Linked DNA regions of Mus musculus: all the other regions are linked to region 1. Evidence: chromatin contacts called from public HiChIP or PLAC-seq and promoter capture Hi-C data. All regions are on one chromosome and are shown on one strand. Each heading gives the region's core, a stretch centred on a gene start, on an enhancer-like site or on the middle of the called end of the contact. The rest is flanking DNA. Distances are from core to core; before and after follow the strand shown.

What was found. Promoter capture Hi-C pulls out the DNA fragments that hold promoters and counts their contacts. HiChIP or PLAC-seq counts read pairs in DNA pulled down with a chosen protein or histone mark.
Region 2: a promoter capture Hi-C map of liver shows a contact between it and region 1, with 2.6 times the contacts expected there. The contact joins the promoter of Csf1 here to the promoter of Rap1a in region 1. A contact is called at or near these places in 2 of 39 promoter capture datasets (both in liver).
Region 3: a contact with region 1 is called in a promoter capture Hi-C map of embryonic stem cells, with 5 times the contacts expected there. The contact joins the promoter of Alx3 here to the promoter of Rap1a in region 1. A contact is called at or near these places in 1 of 39 promoter capture datasets (embryonic stem cells) and 1 of 115 datasets of contacts at active chromatin or transcription factors (stem cell-derived neural progenitor cells).
Region 4: an H3K27ac HiChIP or PLAC-seq map of embryonic stem cells shows a contact between it and region 1, with 5 times the contacts expected there. The contact joins the promoter of Kcnc4 here to the promoter of Rap1a in region 1. A contact is called at or near these places in 2 of 39 promoter capture datasets (hippocampal neurons and liver), 1 of 484 Hi-C or Micro-C datasets (embryonic stem cells) and 1 of 115 datasets of contacts at active chromatin or transcription factors (embryonic stem cells).
Region 5: a promoter capture Hi-C map of pre-B cells shows a contact between it and region 1, with 6 times the contacts expected there. The contact joins the promoter of Lamtor5 here to the promoter of Rap1a in region 1. A contact is called at or near these places in 5 of 39 promoter capture datasets (hippocampal neurons, liver, pre-B cells and 1 more) and 1 of 9 other capture datasets (adipose tissue).
Region 6: a contact with region 1 is called in a promoter capture Hi-C map of liver, with 3 times the contacts expected there. The contact joins the promoter of Cym here to the promoter of Rap1a in region 1. A contact is called at or near these places in 4 of 39 promoter capture datasets (liver, pre-B cells and stem cell-derived epiblast-like cells).

Annotation. Positions count from the first base shown.
Region 1 is chr3:105,799,734-105,803,767 of GRCm38.p6, forward strand. It overlaps Rap1a (RAS-related protein 1a), which reads right to left and starts at 1,648. Exons shown (of 8, transcript NM_145541.5): 1 at 1,506-1,648.
Region 2 is chr3:107,758,109-107,762,142 of GRCm38.p6, forward strand. It overlaps Csf1 (colony stimulating factor 1 (macrophage)), which reads right to left and starts at 2,361. Exons shown (of 9, transcript NM_007778.4): 1 at 1,917-2,361. The coding sequence starts at 1,955. The region is part of intron 1 of Gm40121 (a long non-coding RNA gene); the gene reads left to right.
Region 3 is chr3:107,592,690-107,596,723 of GRCm38.p6, forward strand. It overlaps Alx3 (aristaless-like homeobox 3), which reads left to right and starts at 2,342. Exons shown (of 4, transcript NM_007441.3): 1 at 2,342-2,763. The coding sequence starts at 2,487.
Region 4 is chr3:107,457,089-107,461,122 of GRCm38.p6, forward strand. It overlaps Kcnc4 (potassium voltage gated channel, Shaw-related subfamily, member 4), which reads right to left and starts at 1,810. Exons shown (of 4, transcript NM_145922.3): 1 at 1,113-1,810. The coding sequence starts at 1,802.
Region 5 is chr3:107,277,054-107,281,087 of GRCm38.p6, forward strand. Lamtor5 (late endosomal/lysosomal adaptor, MAPK and MTOR activator 5) reads left to right here and starts at 1,805. Exons shown (of 4, transcript NM_026774.2): 1 at 1,805-2,060; 2 at 2,817-2,878. The coding sequence starts at 1,864.
Region 6 is chr3:107,219,606-107,223,639 of GRCm38.p6, forward strand. It overlaps Cym (chymosin), which reads right to left and starts at 2,127. Exons shown (of 9, transcript NM_001111143.1): 1 at 2,040-2,127; 2 at 20-170. The coding sequence starts at 2,101.

The DNA of each region.
Region 1 (4,034 bases), core at 398-2,897:
TAACATCGAGATCTCTGTTCACTTTTAAGATCGGTGTCTATGGGTGGCTTTAGAGGAGACCAGAAGCTGAATACAACATTCTGGGGATAAATGTCTGTTTTGTTTTTCCTGGGCAAAGGAAGAGTTCATATGCATCACCATGTTCTAGAAATGGTTAAGAATGACATTTTTTATAATGGAAGCGGAATGCAACATTTAACATAAAGATTTCTCTCAAAAAGATAAGAGATGTGTAAACAGACCACTCAACTCATTCGACAAATGCTGGGACAGGTATAATCCTTGCTAACGAACACAATCATAACAGAACCTGAAGTAGCAAGGAACTAAACTAAACAAGAGTCACACTAAGAAAGAATATCCGAAAATGTAAATTTAATTTTGAAACAAAGTGTTACAGAAGAGCATAAAGACAGGAAAGAGTCTGGGACCTAATCTAGTACTTACTCTACCAAAGTGTTACAGAAATCAATTACATCAAAAGAAAAAAGTACTCACAGGCATATCTACCCCCACACACTCTGACAGGAAACTCAAAGAAAGTTTCCAAATCCTGTTTCCAGCATCATCTCTTCTAACCGCCCGCTTCTGAAGGCTAACTCCCCTGGTTAATTCTGAGAGTCGACACTTTGACTCTAATAAAAACAGTATCTTCAGCCACCCAAGAAGCAGACAACAGCGGTTGGTACCTGTCCCGCTTGGCCCATTAACCTCCTGCCCTTTTATTCCATTTCTTACACAGTACTTCCTTCAAAGCAGCGACAAAACGATTTTCCTTTCCCAACGGCAATACACTCACAGTTTCTGAGCGGTAGCTCTTTTTCCAAGGCATGAAAGGTCCCCTCAACTCTAGTTTTCTATCCTGTGAGGAAATCTCAGATAGGAGGGGGGGCGGACGCGGGGGACACAACTGTCCTTCCTTGCTCTTCTCCTTACAACAGCCAATTACACAACTCAGCAGAAGACACTGCCCTTAACTTTCTGAGTAAGGAGACAAGCTACAATCCCACCACCCCACACTCCTCACACGCCCTCGGTGGGCGGAAGACCGGAATCACACCGTGGCCTCTTTCCTGACAAAATTCAGGGGTAGCAGCAGATATCAGAGAGTCGAGAGCGACGCTGCAAAGGCGAACACATGGCAAGCGGCAGAATACAGAGGGCAGGGAGGGCGGGAACCCGGGCTGGCGGCGGAGTGGGACACAGAGGTGTCAGCGCTCGGCGGCCGGGGCAAAGGCCGCGCGGAGGGCACCGCACCTCTCCGTCCGCGGGGACGACAGCCGAGCGGGCGCGGACACGCGTCCCATCTCGCGGCCCGCCCCTCGCGGCCGGTCCCGCAGGCCCCGCCGGGCCGCCTCGGTCCGCGGGCGTGGCTGGCTCCGGCCTTCAGCCGCGGCCCCTCCCGCCCGCCGGGCCCCCGGCCGCCGCCCCGGACTCGCGGACGGTTAAGAATAGGCCACCGAGGTGCGGCCAGTCCGCGCCCCTCACTCGCACCCCGTACTCACCCCGCGGCCCGGCGCCTCCTCCACCTCCTCCTCCTCCCTCCTCTCGGCCGCGGCTCGGGCTCGGGCTCTGCACGGCGGCGGCAGGAGCAGCGGCCTCGGGAGCGGCGGCGGCGGCGCCTCCGGAACGCGCACGCACGCAGCACGCAGGCCCCGCCCCCCCCGCCCTGGTCTCCGCCTTCCCCGCTGTGTCCGGAATCTATTTAAGGGAGCCGTTCTTCAAAGGGTGGGGGGCATAGTGTGCCAACAGGAACTGGGGCCTTGCCTTTGAGAAGGTGGTTAAGGCCAACATTGAAATGAGGAAGGGAAAAAAAAATCAGAAAGAGAATTTTGAAGGGATGCAACCATGGGACAGCTGTTAGTTGAGTGCCTAGTAGGTCCCCAATGCCTAGGCATACATAGGGAAAGTCACTTATAGAGCTCTCATCCTCGTGACCCAGGAGAGGGAACACGAACAACAAAAAGAGTAGCAAAATTCACAGGTCACCAGGGAGGGCTTTGCATGCTTTTGTTCGTGCTATGAAGAAACGAGCCTATCCAAAAGAGGCTGGATGAGAAGAATACCTTCCTGGGTTGAGAGGAAATCAGCCACAAACCCCGAGGTGGGGTGTGTCTTCCATATTTCACAACTAGCAAAATGCAAGCGAAAGGATGGATAGATAAGTAGAGTCTATGGCCAAAGAGTACTGAGGCGCCAAGATCTGGACAAACGACCAGACCCGGTGGAGCCTTTGGGCCATTGTAATGACAACAGGAAGCCCCGAGGAGAGGGTGGGCCCAGAAACAACTATATCTAGTTCATGTTTTTAAAGGTTAACTTTATGCAGGGCGTGGTGGTTTACTCCTGGAATCCCAGCATTTTGAAAACAGGAACAGAATTGCCACGAGTTTGAGGTTAGCCTGGACTACACAATGAGTTTCAGGCCCATCGGGAACTGGAGTGAGTCTCACTGTGTATGTAAAATATCCAACTGAAGCACGAATGTTCACAGGGGAAGTCTAAGGTGGCTATTCTCGTCCAATTGGCCAAGAGTGGTTATTTTATTTTAGATTTTGTTTATTTTAGCTTTATTAAACCTATTTTAATAGATTTAGACTTGAGAAAGCAGAGGGTCGAACGAAACAATTAGGAATGAATCTTAGGTTGGGGGCCTGCTGACTGATATCATTTAATAAGAGAGAAGATAGGGTAAGAACAAAGCTGGGACCAAAGAAATTGAGAGTTCAGTTTTATGGGGGATGGAGAAAGTTCAGTGGTGATGAGTCTGAGATATAAATTTGAGATCCATCAGGATGTAGATGATTTGACCCTCCGGTCTACATAAACTCTCTTAGGGATGGGGAGTAACTGGAAGAGAGGACCAAGAGAAACTTAGAGGTTAAAGATAAGCAGAGTTGACAGTCAGGTTAGAGGAACCCCTTGGAAGGAAGGAAGTTGTTAGGGAGTTGTTTTAGAAAAGAGGGAGTGATCAGTCAGTTCCCTTGCCTACTGCTGAAATAGCTAAGAAGACAATTGAATCTCAATCTCTGCCTCACCCCCACCCCACAGTCCCCATCCCCGCCACCCTGATTGGTTCATGCTAGACAAACTGCCACTGAGCCTCATCCTCAGTCAAGAGTTGGGAATTTAACCACTGACCAAGTTTGGCCTGAAGTTTGTTGAGAAGCTTAATGAAAACCCTTCCAGTGTTATCACATGGAGAAATGTCTGATTGGGGTGTGTTGAGAGAATGAAAGAGAGGCGAGGAAGACAGCCAGGAGCTGGCTGAGCCTAGCAACAGTCAGTAGTGGGAATGGTGTGGGGATCCAGGGACAGGATTTTAAAGCTGAGTTACTTCCTTGTGGTGTTAAGAGTGAAAAATAAAGTTCCGGTGCAGAGACAAGAGGAGACACCTAGAGAAACCATGGGAACCAAGAAGCAACAAGTCCTAGCACGGTGCTGAAGCAGTTGGCCTTAAATGTGAACAAGGACAGGAGAGTCACAGACTGTTCTGTAGCAAAGACACAGACACAGAGCAAGTAAGTGTGATTCTGAGGTGGGCACAGCCCACTGCAAAGCAAAGGGGACAAGTGAGAGCTAAAGTCTAGTCTTTATTTTGCCCACCAGGCTGAGTACCTGGTAGGACAATTTCAGCCTTGAGGAAAGAGCACTTTCCTAGCTGTTCTCCCTTAGGAGTGGTGTCTTTTGTCAGTTTTCCATGCCCCACGCACCACGCATCCATGCATCCATGCCCTGCCTGTTCCTTGTGTTTATTTTTTCCAGTTTACACAGTGCTGTAGGTGTTGCCTGCGGACTGACGGATAAGATCAAATCTGGCCTGTGTGCTTCCTTTTATCCTCTCTTAACGGGGTGGGGTGGTCATATATCTACACTGAAATCACTCAGCAAGGTGCCCTCCACTGCTTGGAGTTTTGCTGCTGAAAGTCAATGCGAGAGGAGTGAGAGGTATGTAAGGGAGTGGATGAGACACTCCGGAACTTGACTTGTGAAAGAGAAGAGGCCAACTAAAAAGCAGCGGCACCCGTGGGAAG
Region 2 (4,034 bases), core at 1,111-3,610, 2.0 Mb after region 1:
AGTGAGGCCTTAAAGGGTGGAAGATGCTGATGGGTGTTAAGGCACAGGGTTGCCTAATGCCATTACGCACAGGACCTGTTAGGTTCCTTGCCTGACCTTAGAGAGAGAGAGAGACAGAGAGTCAGAGACAGACAGTCAGAGACAGACAGTCAGAGACACAGAGTGACAGACACAGAGAGACAGGGAGAAAGAGGTGGGGGAGAGGGTGCAGCCAGCTATGGGTTGATAAACTGCATTGGGCATGGTTGGGCAATTGGAAAGTTAGTCCTGAGTGGGAGTGGCAGCCCGGGTCTCCTGAACCCCAGTCTCAGAACCTGTTAAAGGAAATGACTGCAGAAGATGACTCTGGCCCAGGCTGGTATCACTCAGCCTGTCAGTCCATGTGTGTATGGTATGAAGGAAAGGACCCGGGAATGGAGATGTTCAGAAATATCTCAACCCAGGAATTTCAAGCCATTGATGTTTGGAGATAGCAAGATAAAGACATTACTTCAGGGCTACCTGGCTTTTGGTGGCATTTCAAGCATGCACAGAAATAATGCACAGCTGCTGGCTTCAAAGATGACCAGCCACTCCTGGATCTGGCTCTGTAACCCCAATGCTGCCATAGACAGGGATACAGATGGACACCCAAGGGTTAATACTCTAGCCTGCATCTGGCTGGACAGGCTCTTCCTGGCTTGCTTCTTCCTCCCACCCACTGCCTCAGCCTCTGACTATGAGAGCAGCCTGGAAACTGCGGCAGTCTCTGAGCACTTCAAGACATCATGTTCCATTTTCCAATCAGTACAGTCTGCAGACAGAGACCCGGCCTGACTGCCTGGCTGAACCTCGGCCTCCTCTCTTTCCTCTTATGTCTCCTTGTAGTCTTTCTTTTCTTCCCTCTTCTCTCTTTATGCTTGTTGCATGTGGGATAACTTCCTCCCTTCCCCTCCTCCTAACCCCACCTTCTGCCTCTCACTGAGCCCCTCTCTCTGCTGTTCTACTTTTCTCTCCTCCCAGACACCTGCAACGCGCTGCCCATCACAAGTTCGGTTCCTACCCTCCAGGTTTTCCCTCTCATTCTCTTCTGAAGCAAACCCACTTGCTGTGGATTGAAAGTACCATCCTTCACTCTGTAAGAGCCATGCTATCATCTGCTGCCATTACTGGAGACAGCTTCTGAGCAGCCCATTATCAGCTGCAGCTCTGAACTCTCCTTGCACTTTCTTTCCTCAGTCAGCCGCAGAGTCTAGAATAGCCCCATCTCATTTTCTTCAAGAAAAGATTCGGGTCCAGCTCCCCTCAAAGAGCCACCCAAGTCCCTAATAGTTCCTACACATCCATTGAACAAGTAGCAGCATGCCCATCTCTCTCTCTCTCTCTCTCTCTCTCTCTCTCTCTCTGCCAACAGGTTGCTCAGCACAGGTCCTGGTGTAAAGCTGAGTGAGCCTGAATTTTCCCTACCCTGAAGGCCCACTCCCAACTGGGGCCTAAAACATGTGCAACAACCAAAGAAAGATATCTACTGGGGATGATGCCACACTCGGATCTTGTGTCACTCGGAACCTGGAGACCTGGTTGACCATTCTGGCAGACATTGGGCCTGTGCCAATCCCTGCGATACCCCCCCCCCCCAGACCCCCATCTCTCTCTCCAGCCTGTGGGTAGCTCAGTGTTCTCCTCCGTGCAATGGGATGAGCAGCCTTCTCTTTACCTCGCAAAGCGCTGCAGCCCCAGGAGCAGCTATTGAAATACCGCGGGCCTCAGCCGTAGCTTAGAAGCAGTAAGGAAGCCAGAACCCAGGGCCGAGAAGCCTGGGCAGCTGGCGAGAAGGGGCTGTCCGCTCCAAGTGGCCCCGCAGAGCCGCCTGCTGCTTGCTGCAGAGCTCCTGCCCCAGCCCGGCCCGGGCCCCGCGCGCCACGGTTGCAGCTTACCGAAGAAGGGCAGCGCCCCGCGGCGCCCCGCGCGGTCATACGGGCAGCTGGGTCCCGGCACGGCGTGTTGGCCGCCCTGGTTCGCTCGCTCCCTTGCTCGCTAGTGGCTGAAGAGCCCGCGCCCCGGTCGAGGGCCACGCCGCTGTCCTGGGATGCAGAGAGCCGCAGCGACACCGAGAGCACCGAGGCAAACTTTCACTTTCCCCTGGCCGAGCTTCGCTGGCCAGCCCTCGGCACAGCCTTTTAAGCGGGCGGGCTGGCGGGGCATGTGGTTTATGGGAAATCACCCTGGCTCTCCGCCAGACACACACAGACATACACACACACAAACACACTCACAGGCACTGACACATACTACACCCCAGAGGCCCACTGAGCCGCCGACTCCCTTCCCCCAAGCGGGCCGCCTGGTCGTCCCCGCTAGCTCTCTTCCCCGTCGCTCTGTGGCTGTGCAGCCTCCTCAAAGTAACCCGGGCTCCACCGCCCTCCCCCGCCCTTCTCGAGCTCTGGACAAGACACTGCCTTTCCTTCTGTGCTCGCCACTCTTGTCAATCTCGTGTGATTGTTCTCGGTCTAATGCTGGCCCCTAGGGACTTTCCCTCAAGGCCCGAAAATCCTCAAATCTGAGCAGGAAACGGACAGAGTACATTGAACAGGACTTGAATGGGGATGGACCAACGCCTCTCTGCTGCAGCTCCATTCAAGTCCCTCATGGAACCCAGGGCAGCAGGTTTGCAGATTGGCTTGCTCCCTCCTATGCATTGTTCAAAGAATCTACTATACTACTATACTATCCTCTCCCCTGGCTGTAGGGAGAAGTGGGGAGCATCCAGCTACCTGGGTAGGAGAGGAAGGACTTGGTCCTGTGACAACTAGCTGGGTGTTTCTGCACTCTGCCAGGAGACACTTCAGGTGCTTAACCTGAAAGCACTGGCTGGCCCCCTGCTCCTGGGCTGCCAAACCCAGCTTATGTGGAAAGGTTGGTGTGCCTGGACTCTAGATTTCCCTCAACTCTGTTGGAAATGCATTTGTGCAATCACATTTTGTCTTTACATGAGAATGGATCTAGATTAACCTATCAAGAGGAGCCTATTAATTATATTGCCAACGTCAGGATCTTTTTCTTCCTTCCATTTATCCTGATTCAATGTGTTTCAATCCCGTCATGCCCAGATGAGTGGTCTGGTCTCAAAGGGGCACTTTTGTCACGTGTCCTCCATTTCCTTGCACTACCTAGCTCAGAGCAACAACGTCCCTCATAAACCTTTGCTCAGGCTGCTTCCTCGGACATGAAGTCTTCCTTTCCCCCATCCATCTTAAGGTGAATGTCTCACCTTTTAAGGTTATAATCACATCTTATCCTTGTCTTGCAAAGCCTTCTGGGATGCTTCAGGCTGATGGATAATTCCTTCTTTCTGTGTTCCCACTGGACGCAACCCATTCCTCCCAGTTAAGTTGGCATTCATTCATTCATTCATTCATTCTCTACATTATTTTAAACTGGTGGTTCTCAACTTGTGGGTGGCAACCTCTTTGGGGGGTCACAAGTCAGATATCCTGCATATCATATGCTTTACATTATGATTCATAACAGTAGCAAAATTACACTTGTGAAGTAGCAATGGAATAATTTTGTGGTTGGGGCGCCACCACAACATGAGGAACTGTATTGAAAGGTCTCAGCATTGAGAAGGTTTAGAACCACTGAATACTAGTGATAGTAGTGATTACGTTTAGAATCACTGAATACTAGTGATAGTAGTGATTACGTTTAGAACCACTGAATACTAGTGATAGTAGTTATTACGTTTAGAATCACTGAATACTAGTGATAGTAGTGATTACGTTTAGAATCACTGAATACTAGTGATAGTAGTGATTACGTTTAGAACCACTGAATACTAGTGATAGTAGTGATTACGTTTAGAACCACTGAATACTAGTGAGAGTAGTGATTACGTTTAGAACCACTGAATACTAGTGATAGTAGTGATTACGTTTAGAATCACTGAATACTAGTGATAGTAGTAATTACGTTTAGAACCACTGAATACTAGTGAGAGTAGTGATTACGTTTGACCTGCACCCTGAGCTGGGAGGCTTCCTCTGGGTAGCACC
Region 3 (4,034 bases), core at 1,092-3,591, 1.8 Mb after region 1:
AAAGTGGCCTGATAATTGTGCCTGCTTTGTGGGTTGTTGGGAAGAAAAAATAAATCCATGCATGCTGGATACATAAAAGTCCAGCATACTGTATACAGCATACAGCTGTGAAATGAGGGTCCCTGGGTCTCTCAGTTCTCCCAACTCTCAAACCATCTAAGAAGGAAAATAAGACCTTAGAAAACATAGGTGCATAGGTCTCCTATGTTTTCGATGCACTCGCCCCACCAGACTGCCCTCAACCAAGGACAGACTATGGCCTGAATTTTGATCAGTGATTTAAAGGGAACAGGAGAGGCTCCTCTGGGTTCCTTATTCTCCACAGTTCTGGGACAAAACCCTTCTAGAAGATGCAAGTCCACTAAACTCAGATGTCATCTGGGACCTCCTGTCTCCTTAATCCAATCAGAAACAGTGTTATGGCATGGAAAATGCCTCTGTTTAGAGCAAAAAAAATGTCAGAGGAATTTCCAGAGCTGAGAAGGGTTTGGGTGGGTCTGTGGGGCAACAGAATCCTTTGTTCAGCTCCAGTGTCAGGGTCATTTAATCTGAAGTCAAGAGACTTCCATGGATTCAGTGATAGAACCCTGAAATCTGGGTTCCCATTTTCTTGAGAAATCACCACTGTCATTAAGTTAACATGGTATGGCAAAATACTAGTGATTCTCAAATACCCAGTCTATAGGTACATGACCCATTTTTATGACAAGAAAAATGAGGCACCTAGAGCAAAAGGCCCAGTGTTTAATCCAAGCTGCCTTGTTTAATTTGTTGATGGCATTGGTCTTGTGTCATACTTTCATCCTCCAAATTAAGCTGCTTGGTAACTTTGTTGATTAGATGCCCTGAAATGATACAACCTTCTAGACAGTCAACACTACCTCATTGACAATTATGGAAAACCTTTTATTAATAATCAGTTCAGCAGTGTCCACAGCTGAGAGCCAGTGGACTCCCCTCTGGTAGAGGCAGAGGGGAAAACCTCATTTTAAGCCAGGCTTCTCTAGCTGGAAATATCAGCCCCAGGTGCTCCCATCTCTGCCTAGCCTGCAGTCTGTGATTAGGGGCCCTAATGGCCATAATGCCTCCAATGTGGTGTTTAAGCCAATAAGGCTTCAGAAAAGTTACGGTATGTTTAATAATGGCTTAATGACTCCTTGTGAGATGCAAGGCTTCTGGTTCCTGTTTGGCCTTGATTTACAGCCCAACTCTGGCTGAGGACAGCCAAGAAACCTCCTCTAAGCCTCCAACGGAAGAGGGAGGTGTTCACACCAGGCCTCTTAGATTCCTTTTAAAAATGAGAATTCAAATAGAATACAAATGATGTTTGACTCCCTGCCCCTCTCGCTAATCTCCAGGGGTCCTAAAAATATAAATGTTTTAACCCGGACCTAAGGGATCTTTAAGCTCGGGTCCAAAGGACCTCTGGTATTTCTTCCCAGATCTTAGGCACAGTAAGGATTATTCAGTTTCAGAAAGGCTAAGCTATACCCTAATCCTAGGCTTCCTTTGGGTCGAGGAGACTCACCTTTGGGAGATGCAATCCTACCCTCGCTATGTCTAAAATAGCAAGCCTGAAGCAGTTAATTTGCAGTGGATCTGAGTGACATTCAGTTTATGCTGCTCAGAAGGACAATGACCCTTCTGCTCTTCCATAGCTGACCCAAAAAGCTACCTGGGCAGACCACTGTGAAACCTAGAGATCTCTCTGTCTGTTTTGGCCTGCCTGGGCTTTGGAACTCACCACCAAATGTAGATGGACCACAGTCAGCTGAAAACGCTAAGTGAGAGGTTCAAATCACAGATAATCAATGACAGTATTGAGGCCCAAGCTCCCAAGCCCCCTGCTGTTTCCACAGCATCCAGTCTCTAGGATGTCCAGGCAAAACAAGTGTCTAAGGGAGATGCCCTTGCTTTTTTCCAGCTACCAGCAAAAATAAACCGAGCAAGGTGAAGGGGAAACTCTACCACAGTAGAGGCCTCTCTTCTCAGACTGATGTCAGATCAGGCCTCAAAGAGAATGTTGGAGGAGGGATGGGGGAGGGTGCGGGGGTGGGGAGGATGTCTGCCCTCACCGTTTCACCTCCCCAGGGCCAAGAGCCACTAAGATGGATATCAGGACTTGAGGGTGCAGCTCAGAGCCAAGGACTCACCCGACTGCTAGACAAAAGGGATCCTGCCCTCGAAAGGAAGCAGCTTCCCTCTCTTCTCTTCCAACTGCTTGTGATACCAGACTCGGGGTGAATGGGGTGGGGTGGGGGTGTTCCTGGGCTCCGAGGGGTTAACCCGCACGGGGCCGCACGTGACGTGGATGGTTCCAGCATTAAGTCAGAGGCGCGGCCCCCTCTCCTGCCCCCCACCCCCCGCGGCGCGCGCCGCTCCCGGGGGCTCCGCGCCCCCGAGCCCAGGTCCCTCCCCCTTGGCTCACAGGCCGCGCGGGTTAGCGGGAGCCCCGGAGCTCCGGCGGCCTGTGAGCCCGAGCCGGCATGGACCCCGAGCGCTGCGCGCCTTTCTCCGTGGGGCCGGCGGCCGGTCCTTACGCGGCCGCGGGGGACGAGGCTCCGGGTCCCCAGGGGACTCCCGATGCTGCGCCTCACCTGCACCCCGCGCCACCCCGCGGTCCGCGCCTGAGCCGCTTCCCGGCCTGTGGGCCCCTGGAACCCTACCTCCCAGAGCCCGCCAAGCCGCCCGCCAAGTACCTGCAGGACCTCGGGCCAGGCCCGGTGCTCAACGGCGGCCACTTCTACGAGGGCTCCGCGGAAGGTAACACGCCGGGGGTCGGGGGTGGTGGTGGAACCCCATGTCGTTCTTATCCCCAGCCCTTCCTGGTCTCCCCGACTCTCCCGCTTTCTTGCTTCTTAACTTTGGGTACGTCTCGCATTTTCCACGATTCCCTCGCTAGATCGCTGCTGGCCTGGCCGGACAAGGCCAGGGCATTGGGGACCGCAGAATCGCCTGTGTCCCCGGCCGGCAGAGGCAATGGGAGGCGGGAGGTCAAAGGAGGGTGGAGTAGGGACGATCTTGGGCCCATTCCGACCCCCAAGGTGATTGAACCTGGGAGGAGAGATCGCGCTCATCCGGAGCCGAGCCTCTCTGCCACCGACCCAGAAGAGGGGACTGGGTGGAGGGCCCCGGAGCCTAACTGGGCCCCAAAGCTGGGAGAGAAGAGTTCTGCTTTTGTGCATGGCGCCCGCTGAGGGCGTAGAGGCTGGGCCTCGACTTAGTGGCCAAACTGGACTCAGCGAGGGAAAGGCTGTGTCCTGGACTTACCCAGCTCTCATCCTCGGGCCCAGCCTCTGCAGGAAAAGGTTTTCTGATGCCGTTAAGTCGCTCCGCAGAGTGGCGGTGGCTGCTCCCCCTCAGAACTGGGACTGTCTTCAAGATCAAATAACTATGTTCTTGTTTCTCAGATTAACTTGGCCTCCCCGTCGCCACGGGGATGGCTACCCTTCTTGCAGTTGGCATCTCGGCACCGAATCATCACCGCTGAGCCGTCGGAAGCGGTCCCGAACTATCCTAAATCCCAGGGCGCATCCCACTCCGGGGACCGTGCCCTGTGTGCTAAGGCGGGTCGGACCGTACCATTATCTGAGAATGCGCCTGAGTGGCAGGGCCTGCCAAGACTCTTTTGCCGCCCACTGTACTCGCTGACCCACGAGTGGCTCAGCACCCACGCCCACCCCTCGTATGCAGCCACATTTCGTAGCCTAGACCCAAAACTAGATCCCGGGAGATCCGCCAATGCGGCAATCGCCTGCTCCTCGCGGGCCTCCTCAGAGAGGCTGGGCAGCGAGCAGCTCCTGGCTTCGTCCCGTCCGGGTGGCGGGAGTGTGCAGGGGAGGCCCGGGAGGTGTGTTGGGGTCATCGGAGGAAATGAGCAAGTCCGCGGAGCTTCGTGTCTAATGCCGTTTGAAAAAGGCTCTCCTGATAAAAACCACAGTTGGGACTTAATGAGAAGCAGTTGGCCTGGCTCCTCTGATCCCTGCCAGACGGCGGCAGCCACGCAGCGCCCAGAGCACCGCCAGGGACAGGTA
Region 4 (4,034 bases), core at 560-3,059, 1.7 Mb after region 1:
CTTGGGGTGCCAAAGGAATCAATCAATCCAGCCTCGGCTTCCAGAAGCATACCCCAGACACAGCAAACACACTGAGCATACCCCAGACACAGCAAACACACTGCTTTTCTCTTTTTCTTTTTTTCCTTGTCTCCCAGACAGGTTTTAGGTGAAGGCTATGAGATTAGATACCAACCTCCAGGCTTTTCTATTTTTAAAGTCTAAAGCCTTCTTCGGGGTTTTAGCTGCCAGGGGAGAATGAAGTGAGTGAATAGATACATACCTTTCTAGGGCCCCCTCCTACCTTCAGGACACACACTAGGTCTTGTCTAAATCAACCTGTTTCCCCTGCTCTGCACACGTTCATCTCCAGTGTAACCTGAACCAGGGCTTTCTGGGAAGCCACTTTGTGCTGCAGCAGAAACAAAAGAGCAGTGACAAATCTGGTATCATCACCAGGAAGCTTGTGGCCGGCCACTGTCCTGGGATCCTAAAGTGGGAGGCTTTTCCTGTCTACTTCTCTCTCCTGTCAGCAGCAGCCAGGCTGTGACTGAGGTACAGAAAGCCTTGGGACATGGCCTGCTCCTAGGAGAAAATGCCCTCTCTCAGGAGAGGGGGCCTGTGTTCTGGGGAATCTCTGTCCTTTATGAGACAGGTATTCTAGAAACTATGCCCCCCCCCCCTTTTCTGAAATCCATAGGCGCCTGCATACAGAGCTGCTGGCAGGATAGAAACAGGTTAAGTGTCCTACATAATCCACGGTTCCTTCTCTTGATCCGGCCTCACCCCTGAAAAAGGCCAAGTTTAAGCTCTCCAGGACTTTGTGGTCCTGTGGAGGGCAATTGTGCTGATCAAAAAGGAGTGAGAAATGCTCAAGTTGAAGGCTTGCCACTCACTGAGGGGCATGTGCCAGAGCAGACAGCTCGGATCAGGTCCAAGTAGTAAGTTAAGTGTGTGCAATTTCCTGATGGAGCATGCAGGAGACCAAGGAGGGTGGGTGTTAGGAGGCAGGTAGTTATCGTCTGCCAGGTACGTCAGTCTCCTTCCAACCCCCTCCCCATCTGACCTACCAACACTAACACCAAGAAACCCTTGGGCACGGAGATGGGGAGATCCTGGCTTCTGCCACTCACCCTGGCCGCCCGGGATGAGTAGGGATCCTCGAAGAGCGCCCACATTCGGGGCTGCCAGCCACGGCACCCTCCGGACCCAGCACCAGGGCCAGAGCCTCCTTCATGGGGGCCCAGGCGCTGCAAGGCCAACTCCCGCTCATCGTCGCCAGCCTCGTCGCCTGGCCCTGCGCCACCCCCGCCCCCGTCCGGGCTCTCGAAGATGTCCAGTGCCTCCTCAGCATCGCGGTGCTGCCGGTAGGTCATCCAGCAGCAGGGTTCCACATCTGTTTCATCGATACCCCAGAAGGTGAGCTCTTCCTCAAAGAGAGGCCCACAGACGTCTGCGGGGCAATGCAGCTTGCCCGTACGGTAGTAGTTGAGCACATAGGCAAAAACACCCGGGTGCCGATCAAAGAAGAACTCACAGCCCCCGCCGCCGCCGCCGCCGCCGCTGCTGCCGCTGCTGCCTGCACCGCCGCCATCCGACTCTGGCCGACCCCCGCCGTCGGGATCCGCCAACCAGGCAAGGCGGGTGCCCGGTAGGGTGCGCAGGGTGCTGCGGTAGGTCTCATGTCGCGTGCCGCCCACGTTGATGATGATCTTCTCCGACGCCTCGCCCTTGGCCATCTCCTCCTTCAGACATGTTTTGGACGGAGGCTTGTTCCCCGACTTGCGCCCGCGGTAGGAGGAGACACACACCGAGCTGATCATAAGAAGCGCTGCGGGGCTCCGGCTTGGGGCGGCCGCTGCCCTCCAAACACCCTTCCCAAGGAGGCAGCGTCAGAACGGGGAGGGGGAGGAGACGACAAGGAGGAGGTGGAGGAGGAGGAGGAGGCAGGAGGTGGTAGCGGCCCCTTCTGCGGAGTGGCTCTGCCCCTGCCTCCCCCCCAACCCCCCCGGGGCGCGGAGCAGGAAGAGTTGGCTTTCTGTGGTGCACAGGTGGTTGGGATTTAGGCAGGCAGAACCTAGTGGAGGCAGGAGGTGAAGACCTGGGTCGAGGACTCAAACCAAAGGGTCCGGGGTCCCAGGAGGTAGGGGCAAGCACAAGGATGCTCTGGGCCGGGGACACGCCCCCCCGACCCCAGAAAGGCAGAGAAGCGCACAGTCCCAGAGCACTGCGAGGGTCCGCGGCGCGCGCGCTCACACTCACACGGGCCACCCTTTGGCTCCTAGAACGCGGCGAGCCCGAAGGCGGCAGGGTTTCTCCGGGCGGCGGCAGCGGCGGAGGCAGCAGCGTAACAGCAACAAGTCCTCGGAGCGGCTACCGGGGCCGGGCGGATGCTCCTACGGTAGCCAGAGCTCTGCGGGGCCGGGCAGTGTGCGGTCAACTCGAGGCGGCGGTGGCGGGCATGTGGCCCGTTCCCCCCATTCATAAATCCAGCGCGGAGCACCGATGGCGGGCGGGGTTGAGTCGAGCGAGACGGACCAGCGGGTGGGGGTTGCTCAGGACCAGGCGGCAGGAAAACAAGCGCGCCCGCAGCAGCGAGCCTGGGTCCTGCGTCCGTGGCCGGGAGCTGCGCCGGGCTGGATGCAGCGCTGCGGGGGCCGCGCCGGGACGAGGGGGGGTTCAGACGGGGCGTCCTGCGCGGCGCAGAGCCTGGAGGGCGGGGCTGCTCTGAAGAGCCAGGCACCGGGTGCTGGCGGAGTGTCCCGGGCGGTGGCCGAATGGCCAAGGACACCTGCAGGCTTCCTGGGCCGCGCCAAGAGGGAGCCTCAGCGCAGCGCCCCGGCGCCGGGTTCCTGAGATCTGGCGCCGCCGGGAGCCGCGCCATCTGCGCGTCTGCCCATCTCCGGGCGGGGCGCCGGCCTTGGCTCCCTGCTAGGGGCGGGCGCGAGGTGGTCTAGGGAAGGGAGCGCCTGGGCGCCAGAGGAATGGGGCTCAAAGGGCTCTGCGACTCCCTCCCGCGATGACAGAGGATGCGACGCTCCAAGTGGCGCCTTTTCCTCTCGGCCTCGCCTGACCAGGGCGCACCCTCCGCGGGGCGGGGTGGGCGCGGCGCTGCGAGGCGCAAGGCCGACCTGGGGCGTTGCGGAGCTCGGGCAGCAGAGCTCAGCCTTCATCCGCGCATCCCAGCCCAGCGGAGGCGCGTAACCCGCTAGCAGCCAGTGCCCAGCGTCGCGCGCCGCCCCTGCGCGCCTCCGCTTCCATCCCCTCTCGGCCCCACTCCCCGCCTCTCCGTAGCCCTCAGCTCCACCCACTGCAGCCCTTGGTGACACCTGAGCGCTCCCGACCCCTGACCTCTAACCTCTCTCTCTTCCTGTCTGTTTCTCTGCACCTCCTCACGCAGAGTCTAACCTGTGTATCCCTTACAGCTAAGCTGGTTGTATTGTTGCAGTTTCACTGTTTCATTGTGGCTGACTGGAAGCCAGGGTGGAATAGAATGGCAAGACTACATCAAGGAAGAGCCTCCTTCTCTCCTCCTCCAGAAACCTGGTCAGACCACCATGGCCCCATCCTGCGTCTTGGATGCTCTCGATCTTGATATTTATGATCTCTGACATATTCACCACAGCCTCCACCTTGGAGCCAGGACAGCACGGCCTTGGGCAGAGAAATGTTTCTGGGCTAGGTGGAGAGAAGTCCTAAACCTGCTGCTCTCAGTAGAGAAATGGTTTATGAGTGTGTCCTTGTGTCCCTTAAGATCATCAGGTTGAAGGCCTGGCTCCCTGTTGCAATGAAGGGAACTTAGGAGGTGCCATACTCTGCCTCATGCTGTCTTACTGTCCTATTACTGTCCCAGTCCTTGCACTTGACTTCTCTCCCAGACTCCGGGTTCCTCTAGGCTGCACTGTGTTTTTTCATCTTGATAACACCCACAGTGCCCGCCTCTGAGGACCCATTTGCTAAGTAATTGAGAAGCTGCCGTATCCAAAACATGAAGCATTAGACTTTGTTGGCCATCTCCCAAAAGCAATTTCCAGATTCATTAGTTTTAGGGCTTT
Region 5 (4,034 bases), core at 555-3,054, 1.5 Mb after region 1:
AGCCTTGGCCTCTTCTATTATGGGCACCAGATCAAAAAACAGACTGAGTAAATGCCAGAGATCAGATTGCTAGAGGAAGCTAAGTGCAAGGCACGCTACACAGGAAGGGGTAGAGATGAGCCATGGACACACCCTTGTTTTCATAAACCCTTCTTCATGTAAATAATATATATACATATATATATTTTTCTTGAAAATGACCATAACTTTTGACCAAACAATTCTATTTCTAGTAATTAACCATGAAGAAAAAATTTAAATGCACAATATTGGGCTAAAGAATATTCAACCAGCACAGAACCTGGTACCACCAGGACAGAGGGTAGGGAGGGGACACAAGAGCAACTTAATTGGTCACTAATGAACAGTAAGTTCACTTTAGGTGTAGCTATGATAACAAAGTTGGTGTGTTTTGCAACTATTACAAACAAAGTAAATAAAAACTTACTGTCCTGAAAAGGTATTTATAATAAATTCTGTGAAGAATCCCTGCTACATAATTCAGAATTGTATATATAGTATGTATATTGATTTTGCTTTTAAAAAACATTTCTCTACAGAGTGAGTTCCAGGACAGCCAGGGCTACACAGAGAAACCCTGTCTCGAAAAACAAAAAAAAAAAAAAAACAAAAAACAAAAAACAAAAAAAATTCAAATAATACATTTGCAAAGATAGCCATATGGAAAAGATAGTCTCCAAAATATCCTTATCAAACTATCATCTCTTCACAGTAGGACTATGAGTGGTTAGTTTATTCTAAAGTTTTTAAACCCAGGCATGTTGGTGTAATCCCAGCACTTGGGAAGTAAAAGCAGAGAGATCAATACTTCAAGGCCAGCCTCGGACACACTGCAAATTTGAGGGCAATGAGGGGTATATGAGATACTGTCTCTAAAACAGAAAAGGGAATAAAAATTTTAAAGCTCAGTTATTTTAAAGTAATAATACACGGTCTTCACTAACACCTAAAACTTAAACCTAATTTCTTCCCCCTAAAACTTCCCATGACCTAGCTATTAGAAGTATCAATGCAAATTAAATATGGCACATGGCAGTAAATCACAGGACAAAGGTGGGAGAATTCGAGGCCAACCTACGAGAACAAAGAAGGTACCAATGTTAAGATTCTGACACTTTCCCAGCACGCAGTTTGGGGTTTCAACGTGTGCCATCTCTTCCTTTAGTCCCGTGTGTGCACCCCTCCCCATCGGCCCTGTGTGATAGGTTACTTCTCCTCCGATGTTGGTGAAATGAATCAATTTAAACCAGAGTAGATGATGTTAAAGGCAGGTTTATTGGGAAGCTGCCAGCCGGTGGGTGAGTTCACTGGCCCCAAGGACCAAGGCCAGCGAAGTTTCCTGGGAAAGGAAGGAAGAAAGAGAGAAGGGGGAATGTGTGCAGAGAGAGAAAAGGAGAAGGAGACCAAAATGTCTGGATTCTATAGAAAGGAGCCCTATAGAAAGGGAAGGGCAGCCCAGCCCCTGGGCTGGAAAGTTCAGGGTTGGGGGCAAGGTATGCCAGGTGGGAACTGAGGGATGCAGAACCTGGAGGCCAGTTCTGCTTTGATAGGTAAAGTATACACCTCAGCCTCTTGACCTAGGGTCAGAAACTGAGCACTGTCTTCTTAGCGATTGGCCTATTGCATAGATGAGACCATGCCAGACCTGCTGGTTACTTTAAAATTTAAACCAGGTCTACGTCTGGTTAGGACTGGAAATTGCTTGAACCAAATCCAAAGGTTAAAAATCACTAAGTCCAAGTGCTAGGTCAGGAAAAGGCCCTGAGGCCCGACTACAGATTGCTTTGAAGGCCCAGCACCCCCAATCGAAAGCCAGCCATCACTGGTCCTGTGGTAGTAGCTATGCCTTTTCGTAAAGAGCGCGGACGCGGCGCCGCGCTGAATTTCGTCCCTCTGGAGACGCCGTCCAGGCGCCCGCCTCGGTCAAGTCACGTGATCGAGGTTTGCGGTGAAGGAGGAAGTGTTTTGCTGCGGGGTCCTGGCCTGGGGCGGACAGCCTGCGGGATGGAGGCGACTTTGGAGCAGCATTTGGAGGACACGTGAGTAGTGCGTGCGGCCGGTCCTGGGCTCCGGACAGGGGAGCTGGAATGGGACAGCGGCATGGACCGCGAGTGTCTGCGGAAGCGTTTGGGGCACTCGGGGCGGCGAGCGGGTGACTTCTGCCTACGGCCGGGCCGCTCGTTACTGGGTAGTAAAGTTTCGTTAGGCGTGTTCGCAGAATCGAGTAGCTCTTGAGAAGTTTGGGAAACGGATTAAGTTTGGGGAAGGATGCCCCGGGTGTGCTAAATCGAGCCCCCGCAGTGCCAAAGCACTTTCACGCACATCTTCCCGCGTTTGTGGCCCGTCAGTTGCTCAGCGCTTGTGAAGTAAATATATCCGTAAAGTTTTTCAGCTATCTCTGTAAAATTTAAAATTGGGAGGTGTAAAGTGGCTTACAAGAAGACACCTCCTCCTTGAGCTTCTTAATCCCCTCCAGGAGCAATTCCCGTTACTGAGATTTAACAGTTGTCTTCAGGAGTTGCAGTCCTAGAGCATGCTTCTATACCAAGGACAGAGCCCTAAAGATAACTGCCTTGTTTGTGTCTTTGTGAAGCAGAGGTGCCTGAGAAAATGGTTTGGGTTTTGTTTTGTTTATTTAAACAACTCACAGTTTGTCCTCTGAAAGGGGGCGAAAAAATTTAAGGGCTGATTTGAAGTGCTTAATACTCGGTGCATAGAAAATCTGTTTTACTACAGTAATTTGAAATATTTTCTTCACATCATCTGGTTCATCTTTCTTGTGCTCCCAAAATTAGAATGAAGAATCCATCCATTGTTGGAGTCCTATGCACAGATTCACAAGGACTTAATCTGGGCTGTAAGTGTCTCCTACCAGCCTCCCTTTGAAGTTCTGAGAGCCTTAACTTACACTGCTACTATTTTCTAGCTTTTATTCCTGTTACCTTTAGGGCATAGAGACTATCTCCAAGTAAGAGTAGATGGTTGAAGCCTTTCAGTTGCATTTTAAAGGCAGAAATGTTCCTCCCAGTTCTACAACTGTTCCTACTAAAATGGTTTTGAATAAATTTTAAGTGGTCTAGAAAAGGGCTTTAGATAAGGACATCTTTACTGAATGCATTCCCTGTGCAGGCACAGTCAGGCTACACTATTTCCTTAATTGCCTCAATAACCCTGAAAATGGATGATGCTGGCTGCTAGTCCAGCCACTCTCAACAGTAAGTTATTGTCAGTAAAAATAGGGATTTCCTAGTTAGACACGTCTGACTTCAACCCCATTCTCCGATGCTGTCTGCTAGCAACATGAGTGCCGAACAGAAGGAGCCTCTTGGGGCTTCAGTTTCTTCATTGGGTTATTTTATTTCATACATACATTATGTGTGTGTTGTCTTAAGACATTTTTTTTTAAAAACTTATTCTACGTGGCCCTGGCTGTCCTGGAACAAACTTTGTAGACCATGCTGGCCTGTAACTCACAGAGATCTGCCTGCCTCTATCCCTTGAATGCTGGGAACAAAGGTGTGCATCACCATGCCCAGCCAGGCACTATTCTTAGTGTTTTCATTATAAAACGTACATAACCCCCCTTCCTGCCCCCCCCCCCCCACCAAAGCCCTTTATGGTCAAGAAATTTAGCAAGCTTAAAAGTACCTTGCCCAGGGTCAAACACCTAATGAATGGTTGAGATAGGATGTTTTTAAAGCTGGCTCCAAAGCTTAAAACACCCAGTACAGAACCAAGATGTGTTTGTGTGGTGTTCAATAAATTGTAGCAATTACAGATAAGGAACTAAGTCCAGAAAGGTAAATAGCTAAAGTTAATTAATGTCAGAAACTAGTAAACCCAAGAATCCTTATAACTGATGCAGGTTTTTTAGAGCTCTGATCTTTTGCTGGTATGATACCTGACAAAAGTAATATAGTTATGTCTTATACAAAAAGCAGCCATTTGGAACAAAGGTAAATTTTTTTGAAGCATTTGCCAAGTTACTAATGAAAACTCTTTAAATGCAAATG
Region 6 (4,034 bases), core at 877-3,376, 1.4 Mb after region 1:
GGTCTGCCGAGACACTCACATCTAGATAGTTGATCAGAGGCTCACTGGCCACCACCCCGATGCGGGAGTTCTTCTCACTGAACTCGTACTGCTGTCTGCTCAGAAAGTCCTCCAGCAGTCCTTGCTCCTTCAGGGTGTTCCTCAGAGACTTCCCTTTGTGCAGGGGGATCCTGAGGAGATGGGGTAAAATCACAATAAGGAAGACTGGGCTCTATGAACCATCTCCACACTCGCTCCCAGCTCAGCCTCTGGCTGGCAATCCACTGGCATCGTCAGTGACTTTCCAACTTTAAAAATCATAAGCCAAAGTAAAATAATAGATTCTATGTTGCTTTACAGATCACTGTCTAGTGTCATTAACTACTACACTCTGGTATTTCTTGTTACTTTTCTTTTTCAGTGTGGTAGAGACTCGCTACATTTGTTTTATGACACCTTAAGTGATAAGTTTTGTTACTCCTGGTTTGAAAGATACTAAGAACACTGTCACTTACTCGGTCACTAAATCCTCCCTGTGACCTTACTGTGTGCCAGAAACTGTCCAAAGCACAGAGGTCACACCGTGAGAAGGACCTGTCTATGCAGAGACAGTGATGTCTCCTACACAGTGGTACCTGCTTCCGGCAGTGATACCACCTTTTGCCAATTGCTTTTCTCTGAGTAGTGTTTTCACTAAAGTGGCTGGAAATTCTTCAGGACTTCCTCAGCATGAGCAGGACACCAAACTGGACCTCTTGGCCCAGCTTAGGTTTGGGATAATAAAGGCAATTCAACTGGGGAAGAAAAGATCAAGAGAGAAAACTGCAGGAAAAAAAAAAAAAAAAAAACAGTTCTCGACCTGGCTCTGCTGTGTTCCTTGGCAACGTGAAATCTGCCACAGTGCCCTGAGCTCCCCCAGGAGATTCTCCAAGTCCTCTGCACATCCAGTGGGAGGCTGCTGGGGCCCTGGGATCTTCACTTTAGGGGATTTAATGCCTTTATCTTCAGTTTCTTCTTATACAATAGGGCTAATCCTTCCTTTCCAACACTGTTTTATTCTGTACTTGACCATTTAACCATTTTCTCTCCCCATAGATTAAAGTAGAACTTTGTGCATCTCACAGTCCCTAAAACTTCTAGCAATCATATCGTTTTCTCTAAGAGCTAGTTGAAAAGACAACTTGAGATTACAGAAGTATAGGTGCCATATAGCGGCTTCAGGAACCTCTTCTTCCAGAGGAAAGCCAGCTATAATCAGAATGCAGCTGCTACCTCATGTCAAAAGGCCACCCTTGTCTGGAATTCACCCCAGGATCCTCATCTCCGGTTCTGTCTCTTATCTAGCTGCCATCACACCTTGGACTTGAGAAAAATTCATTGCCAGAGAGCCCTCACTAGCAAAGATACTCAGCCTCTTTTCAAGGATCCAATCCAAGAAGGTATGCAGTCTTTTCTGTGTTCAGGCCTTGGCAGAACACACACATGAGCACCTGAAATGGGGATGGGGGCAGCAAGAGTGCAAGTCCAGCCAGGCTGAGCCCTGGAACCTCCAGCGCTAGCCACATGGTGTTGGGTAGCACAGAGACTCTCCCTGAACAATGCTCTCAGCTGTAAAGTGCAAATCATCTAACCCACGGCCTGAGAGGTGATGCCCTAGTTATTTTTAGAGAACCTTCAGACCTCTCTAAAGGAGTTCTTACACCAGGAAACCTAGTTTAATGAGCGCGCATATAGATTTCACAGTAGGTCTAGTACTCTTTGAAGCATTTTACAAATATTAACTCACGCAGTCTCATAACAACCCTAAAAGATGGGCATTGTGAAGACCCTAGTTTCACAGCAGATGAGGAAACTAAGGGTGATAGAGCTGGGACCGAGCACTGAGTAGTTTTGTTTTTCTTTCTAGAAACTATGCTTTCCTATCCCCCAGGCTTCTTGCCTGGCTCCCTCTCCTCGGGGTCACACTCAGTGTGTAAAGACAAGAGTGAAAGCAAATTCCCCTGGAGTCTGAGGGCCGGAAGAGCAACAGTCCCCCTGCCCACCCAGGGTCCAACATTCACCTGGTGACCACATGGCTCTGGGAGATGGCGAGAGCAGCGAGGAGCAGCACAAAGCGCCTCATTCTGGATCACAGGAAATGGCCTCTCTAGCTAGTACCCATCCTCTCGGCCTTTATAGAGCGGGGCTCCTTCTGGCTGGATGCCCAAACTTCAGAGGCACCCGAAACTTCAGACCACTTCACAAACATAGTGAGATAGCACCTTCACTACCCAAGACCCACACTGATAAGAACTACAAAGTCTACCATTCTAAAGACTTCAACGTTGAAGGGTACACAGGCCTTCAAGCTGGGAAAAGTCAACACGGGCCCCTTTACCCCAAATCCCCCTCTAAACGGGACCTCTGAGCTAACGCAGGTGGGGCTGCTACCAGGAGGAAGGGAGGCTGAGATTGCATGTAGAAGGCCCACTCGGGTGTACAGGGAGAACACACATACAAATATGTTGAGTGTTCTATTGGAGACAAGGTCAGAAGCCAGATAGTTGTGCCTTCTGGCCTAAGAGAGATTTGAGACAGGAAAGACCCTAAAGCCTGTATCTGTAACTGTATCTGTGGAGACAATTATGTACCAGGCCTATGAACTGGAAAATCAGGATGAAGCCAGGAGAAGTTGGGCAAATTGGAAGGCAGGAGGTTCAGGAGTATGATATACAAGAGAACATGGTAACAGCTTCCTGCTGTTAGCAGGACAAACATCTGCACAGAGAGGAAGGCCTGGCAAGGGCAGGGAGTGGGGACAGGGCAGGATGCAACAGCTGAAGCCAGGTGGGGGATCCGGATACATCAGCCATTCTGAAAGAAGTGTCAACTGAAATTTCACACATTTGTCTTATGGGGGCTATAAGAGTTCCCCAAGAGGCCAGGCACAGGAGTATTTGAACAGACTTAAGGACAGGAGTCAGGCCTGATCCCTACCATGGCAATGCCCTCCTTTGTGGACATCTCTTCACGAAACCACCAGGTGTGTCCTCAGACTGCCAGGAGACTGCTGCTTCTCAGGCTCCTGAGAGGTGGCCACAGGACACGCAGCTGCCATTCCACACCTTCTACTCCCAAAGTCAGAGAAGTAAGGGGCAAAATCAATACTAAGTGGTGAAGCTTATTTCTTGTTTTCTTCACTTAACAGTGCCGCTCTGATGGGCCAGGGCCCAGAGACCCAGTAGCAGTTGATGACCCTGCGTCTGGACTGTATCTCCATCCATACTTTAGCACTGAGAAAGATGTACAAGAGGTACTCAGGGGATGTTTGAATAAGCAGGTGTGTGACTGAGTGTTCTTGTCATTGCCTCTGATAAGCATCAGAAAGTAGCTGGTGACACCTGTGTGACATGCTGCAGATGAGGAGACAGAGGTTCAGAGAGTCCTGTTATAGTAGCCTGGCATTGTCTCAAGTACCTTGAACAAATATCTTCACACTCCACTGCGAGAGCAACTCTGCTTCTATCTCTTGAGACAGTTGCAGTATGTATAGTGGGTCCCATCTGCAGTGTCCAACACTCCAAGGCCATTATCTCCATTATGGAGGAAGGATAGATTGTGGCTCTATGTCCCCCAATGGCCCAGCCTGACCCAGTGGCAACCTTTCAAGGATAATGACCACAGGTGTTAGGTGAAACCACCTCTCCCACTGGAGGGTGACCACAAAGCCAAGAATCAAAGATCCCTTAGTGCTATCTGCTTTTTTATTTGTTCACACAGTTGGCAACCATCTGAGAGCATTCAAGTATGTGCTGGAACACTGCCCTACAGCCCATGGTGCAAAGAGAGGTTATCTGTGGGTGCAAGCCACAATCTCAAAAATGCTCTTAAGAACGACCATGATAAGAGTTGACACCTGGCACCACACAAGAATGAATCACCTTGGTCTAGAAGGTTTGTGTCTGGGGACTTGTGTAAGTGGCTGAAACAACTCAGGACCCAAGGGCACCCTTTCCTCAGCACAAGGTTTTGTTCTCCACTCAGATATAGGCACTGATGAGGCCAACTGAAGTCAA